2 separate regions of the Mus musculus genome follow, and region 1 is linked to region 2. The links are chromatin contacts, called in public Hi-C maps. All regions are on one chromosome and are shown on one strand. The core of a region is the stretch at or near the end of the contact, and the rest is flanking DNA. Distances in the headings are between cores, read along the strand shown. Region 1 has its middle 37 kb from the start of Gm38996. Region 2 has its middle 25 kb from the start of Gm26327.

The links. A called contact is a pair of places that touch in the nucleus more often than the background predicts.
Region 1: a Hi-C map of adipose-derived mesenchymal stem cells shows a contact between it and region 2, with 3 times the contacts expected there. The contact joins two enhancer-like sites. A contact is called at or near these places in 1 of 15 datasets of contacts at CTCF or cohesin (pro-B cells) and 2 of 484 Hi-C or Micro-C datasets (adipose-derived mesenchymal stem cells and stem cell-derived neural stem cells).

Annotation. Positions count from the first base shown.
Region 1 is chr7:40,257,149-40,259,848 of GRCm38.p6, forward strand. No RefSeq gene overlaps it. Among named protein-coding and RNA genes, the nearest start is that of Gm38996, 37 kb to the right of the region's middle. Within about 2 kb of position 1,318, at least 23 of the 459 cell types and tissues checked have an H3K27ac peak or open chromatin away from gene starts, as enhancers often do. A contact at or near this core is called in adipose-derived mesenchymal stem cells, where this site is marked.
Region 2 is chr7:39,654,516-39,657,215 of GRCm38.p6, forward strand. No RefSeq gene overlaps it. Among named protein-coding and RNA genes, the nearest start is that of Gm26327, 25 kb to the left of the region's middle. Within about 2 kb of position 1,421, at least 90 of the 459 cell types and tissues checked have an H3K27ac peak or open chromatin away from gene starts, as enhancers often do. A contact at or near this core is called in adipose-derived mesenchymal stem cells, where this site is marked.

The DNA.
Region 1 (2,700 bases), core at 68-2,567, 600 kb after region 2:
ATATGTATGTGTGTGAATGTTTATATGTGTGTTTGTGTGTCTTTATGTGCATATGTATATATGTGTGCATATGTATATGTGTGTACCTGTATATGCATGTGTGTATGTGTATTTTTGCGTCTTTATGTATGTATATGTGTGTGCATGTGTATATATGAGCACATGTGAATGCATTTGCATGTATGTGTGTTTGTGCTCTTTATGTGTCTATGTATGTGTGTGTGTATTTGTGTGCATGTATATGTGTGTATGCATTTGCATGTAATGTGTTTGTGTGTCTTTATATATGTATGTATGCATGAGTGTGTATGTGCACATGTATATGCATGTGTGTATGTATGTGTGTTTGTCTGTGAGCATTTATGTGTAAACATGATGATATTTTATTCAGCCATAAAGAACATTGAACTGTCATTTTCAGTAAAATGGCATTTGTGAGTCTTAGATTCACTTGTGACTACTGGATTTTATATAATAAATAAAACCATACATAAAACAACAAAACATATATGACATAAAATAAAAGTAAAATTACATATAGGAAAGAAGAGAACTAATGGGAGAAGGAGCAGAAAAGAGGAAAGGGTGGGAGAGTATGCTGGCTAGTTTTATGTCAATTTGACACAGATTTGAGTCACTTTGGAAGAGGGAATCTCAATTAAGAAAATGCCCTCATCAGATTGGACTGTAGGCAAGCATACAATGAATTCTCTAGATCAGTGATTAACGTGGGAGGATGCAGATCACTCTAGGCAATGCCACCCCTGGAAAGTTGGTCTTGGGAGCTATAAGAAAGCAGGGTGAGTAAGAAGCACACTGTGAAGTAAACAGCATCCCTTCATGATTTCTGCATCAGCTCCTGTCTTATTTGAGTTTCTGTCCTGATATCCCTTAGTGATGAACTTATAAGCTATCAGGTAAAATAAACCCTTTCCTCCTCAAATTGCATTTGATTATGGTGTTTAATCACAGCAATTGAAACCCTAAGTAAGAAAGGTGGTGGGGGAGGGGCATGGCCCAAGGACACTGTGCCCCTGTATGGAAATGTCCCTACAAAACCATTACTATGTATGATTGTGGGCCAATGAAAAGGCAGTGGAGGTGATAATGACCTTCTGGAACATGACCACTGGCAAACATAACTGGCCTTCCAAAGAGAGAATTCAAAGCCCATGGTGGGATTTATTAAACATTTGTACAAATTGTCTTGCTGAGGAAGCTGTGCCTCCCCTGGGGCTTGTTCAGAATGGCTAGCAAAGCGGTAATGGCCAAGTCATCCGACGCAGCTGTGGCTGAACAGCACACAGCAGGAAAGCCAGCAGGTCAGCAATGACCTTCTGGCTGGGCAAGGGCCAAGGTATTCAGTTCCCAGAACTTTGCATAGGTCACTTGTATCACAAGTTTGGGCGAGTTTCCAAAACCACAGCCTACTTTGGAGGTTGGGATGGAGGCCAGGTTCATGTGCATCGTCTATCAAGACAAAGTTGTAAAACAAGTCTGCTGGCTTCATACTAGGATAGGAAGGGAGAGTGCAAAAACCAGTGGCAGGCCCCAAAGGATCGTGAAGAATTGAGCAATTAGGAGCACATGAATGGACGCATTTGCAATGACTGTAATAATTATTCCTTGAATTTATAAAACTTACATAACTTTGCATTTCATACATATTACCTCGTTAATTCTCATTGTTTAATAATTTAAAATGGGGTTTCTGTGCATGTAAGTTTTCATTGAGGCCTCATAATCACTCTGGGCAATTTCCACAAGCCCACTGAGGCCTTGGCAGAGACATTATAAAGATTTATCCAATCCATCAAGCCAGAAAAGAGCACACAGAAGAAAATTAACTCTTTTCATCCATCCCACCACCCAACATCAGGAGTGACTCCACTCTCAAGTGATTCTGGAAGGCTTTGCTTGTTCTCCTCCTTCCCAGCTCTCCAGCTGTGGTGTTGGGAGTGGGGCTGACACCCCACAGACGTCTTCAAGGCCGATTCTAGTCCTTGACACCCATTTTTGAGCCTAGCTCAAAAGAATTAGCAAACACAAATGTAGTGTTGCATATAATAAATATATTTGATATTTTTATTTTTTGCCACAGAGCTTTTTTCAAAATAGAAAGAATTGGCAATACTGGTTTCATTAAGATCACAGACTAAGCCTCAAATTTGTGTTCCCAAGATAGAATTTAAGTTTGTTTGTTTGTTTGTTTACTCTGGATATTTAGGGATCACTTTTGTATCTTGCCCTGTAAACCAGGCTGGCCTAGATTTCATTATGTAACCCAGTTTGTCCTCAAGCTTTTTCTTTCTTGTCTTGTCTTTTCTTTTCTGTGTTCTTTATTATGTATTGATTATTCAGAATAGTGGGGTTTTTTATTGTGACATTTTCACTTGTTCTCTCTCTCTTTCTCTCTCTCTCTCTCACACACACACACGTATATATATTTACACACACGTGTATATATATATATATATACACACACATACATATATACACACACATATATATACGTGTGTGTATTATATATGTATATGTGTATGTGTATATGTATGTGATATATGTATTTTATTTATATTCATCCCATTACATCATGTCTTTTCCCACTCCTGCTGATCCCCTTTTTCTTCGAACCTAACACCCTTTGACATTCATGTCTTTTTTGAAGTTTTGTGACCCAACAAATTTAATCCCTACTTA
Region 2 (2,700 bases), core at 171-2,670:
CCACATGAAGACCAAGCTCACATCTACTACATGTATGTGAGGAGGCTTAGGTTCAGCCTGTGTGTATTCTTTGGTTGGTGGTTCAGTCTCTGAGAACCCCAAGTGTCCAGGTAGGTTGATTCTATTGGTCTTTCATCTCTGTTACCTTAGGGGCTGGCAACCTGTCCTCCTGTCCTTCCATAAGACTCCCCAGGCTCCATCCAGTGCTTAGCTGTGGGTCTCTGTATCTTTCTGAGTCAGCTACTAGGTTGAGCCTCTCAGAGGACAGCCATGTTAGGCTACAATCTGGAGGCATAAAAGAGTATCATTAATACTCTTAATAGTGTCATTAATCATTAATAGTGTCAGATATTGGTGTTTGCCTATAGGATGGATTTCAAGTCAGGCTGGTTATTGGTTGGCCATTCCCTCAGTCTCTGCTCCATTCCCTATCCCTGAAACTCTTATAAACTGGATAAATTTTGGATCAAAAGTTTTGTGAGTGGGTTGGTGTCCCTATTGCACCATTGGGGTTCCTGCCTGGCTACAGGAGATGGCCTCTTTAGCTTCCCTATTCCCAGTGCCTAACAGCTTTCTACTCCTATTCTTCTGTACCCCTGTGTTATCATCTAGGGCTCTTGAGTGGATTTATTTTCTCTGTCAATTAAAAGAATAAAAAGGCAGGAAATATATCTTGGACAGGAAGTAACAGATAAGTTTCATCAAAGGTGAAGAAGTGCAGACAGTTGTTGGGAGCCGCCCCCACATTCGCCGTCACAAGATGGCGCTGACATCCTGTGTTCTAAGTGGTAAACAAATAATCTGCGCATGTGCCAAGGGTATTTTACGACTACTTGTACTCTGCTTTTCCCGTGAACGTCAGCTCGGCCATGGGCTGCAGCCAATCAGGGAGTGATGCGTCCTAAGTGAAGGATAACTCCTCCTTAAAGGGGACGGGGGTTTCCGCCACTCTCTCTCGCTGGCATCTCTCTGGCTCTGCGCGCCCTGCGCTCTCTCGCTGCCTAAAGATGTAAACAATAGAGCGCGCTCTGCGCTTTGGCGCGCCGGAGCGGAGCTCTGGCTCCTAAAGATGTAAGAATAGAAGGGGCTTTCGTTTTTGGGGCTGGGCGCTGGGCGCTTGCCCTCCTGGCTCCAAAAGATGTAAGCAATAAAGTTTTGCCGCAGAAGATTCTGGTCTGTTGTGTTCTTCCTCGTCGGGCGCGCGAACGCTATTAAGAGACAGTCAGAAAGACAGAGGGAAAGATTGCCTGCGGGGGAGAGACGGGCCAAGACCGTTTTTTCCCGTGGAGGGCTGGCTGGGGTTTTTTAATGTTTTTGCTGGGCTGAAATGAATCTCTTCTCCATAATTTAGGATTTATCAGTTTAGACAAAGAAAAGGAAGCTGACACACCCACTGCTTTGGGTAATGATGTCTAGGTCCATCCCTGCTGGTGAGAGAAAAGGCCTGCCAGCCTTTGTCTGAGATCAGGAGGAGGAAGAAGCATCGAGAAGCATGGCATCTGCATTTATCTCTCACTGGTCCCTTCCCCGATCTGTCTAGCTCCTATTCCCATACTCACCTTCTGATTTTTATGTCATGCTGTATTTCTTAGGTTTGCCAGTGGAAACCACATTGGTGTCACAGCACTGGTGTCAGGGAAAGGAGGAAGGGAGCTGAGGATAGTGTTGTAAAGCCCTGAAGTCATATTTCACAAGACCACACAGTATCAATGTCTGTGTACATTCAGCACATGGTCCTTGGGCTCTGGCTGCTTTGAGAACCTGGAGCCCTAATCTGAGCTCACGGATCCTCTCCTGCCACATACATCTCCAATGTCAGCAAACTATATGGGCTTAGGGAAAACTACTTTCTTTTGCCCTTCTTCAGATGCAGCCGTGTCTCAGGCTTTACACGCAATACCATCTATGGCCAAGACAGATGAAAAGTCTTCTCTACGAAGTGAGGGAGGAGGTAAACCAGGTGGACGTAGGTATTCATAAACAAGCAGGAGGCAGCCAGCTGTGGGAGGGCATGTGCAATTGCCGAACCACTGGTATCAGCAATCAGACCTGGGAGCTGAGTGGATGAAGAATAAAAATGAGCTGTTGGCTCCAGGGAGGTTCTGCTGTCACATCAAAAAGATTAAAGTTACCCGTGTCTTTCTGTGTCCTAATTGCATTCTGTCACATTGCTGTCTGTAGATAGTGTGAGAACCTACAGGAGCCAAACAAGGCAAATAGACCATTCCATTGTTCCACAGACCCTGTAGAAGGGGCTGAATGAACAGGATCATGGTGCTCAATACCGCCTCTTGTCCTTGCCCAGAATGTATGCTTTCCCATCTGGTGCCTTAGGCATACTTATACAGGGTAGTTCTGATGCCTTGATCAGGAATCTGTATGTGAATACTGAAGGTCCTGTTTCCCAGTTGGTTCTTGATCGATCAATAAAGATGCTAATGGCCAATGAGCTGGGTGGAATAGGCAGACTTCCAGTTTTCCCACAAGCAGGGTATCAGACAAGAGAGAATGGAGAAAGAGATTTGATGTGCTTTGGAGGGAGGGAGAGAGAGACACCAGCTATGTGAGATCTAGGGCGGAGTGACCATTGGCCACTTCCCCACTAGGCCTGGGGGTAGCAGGTGGCAGGTTAGAAACATAACTAAGCTGGGGGCAGGTTTAGGGTATTGAGCTGGGGCTAAAGGTAACTGAGCAACTGAA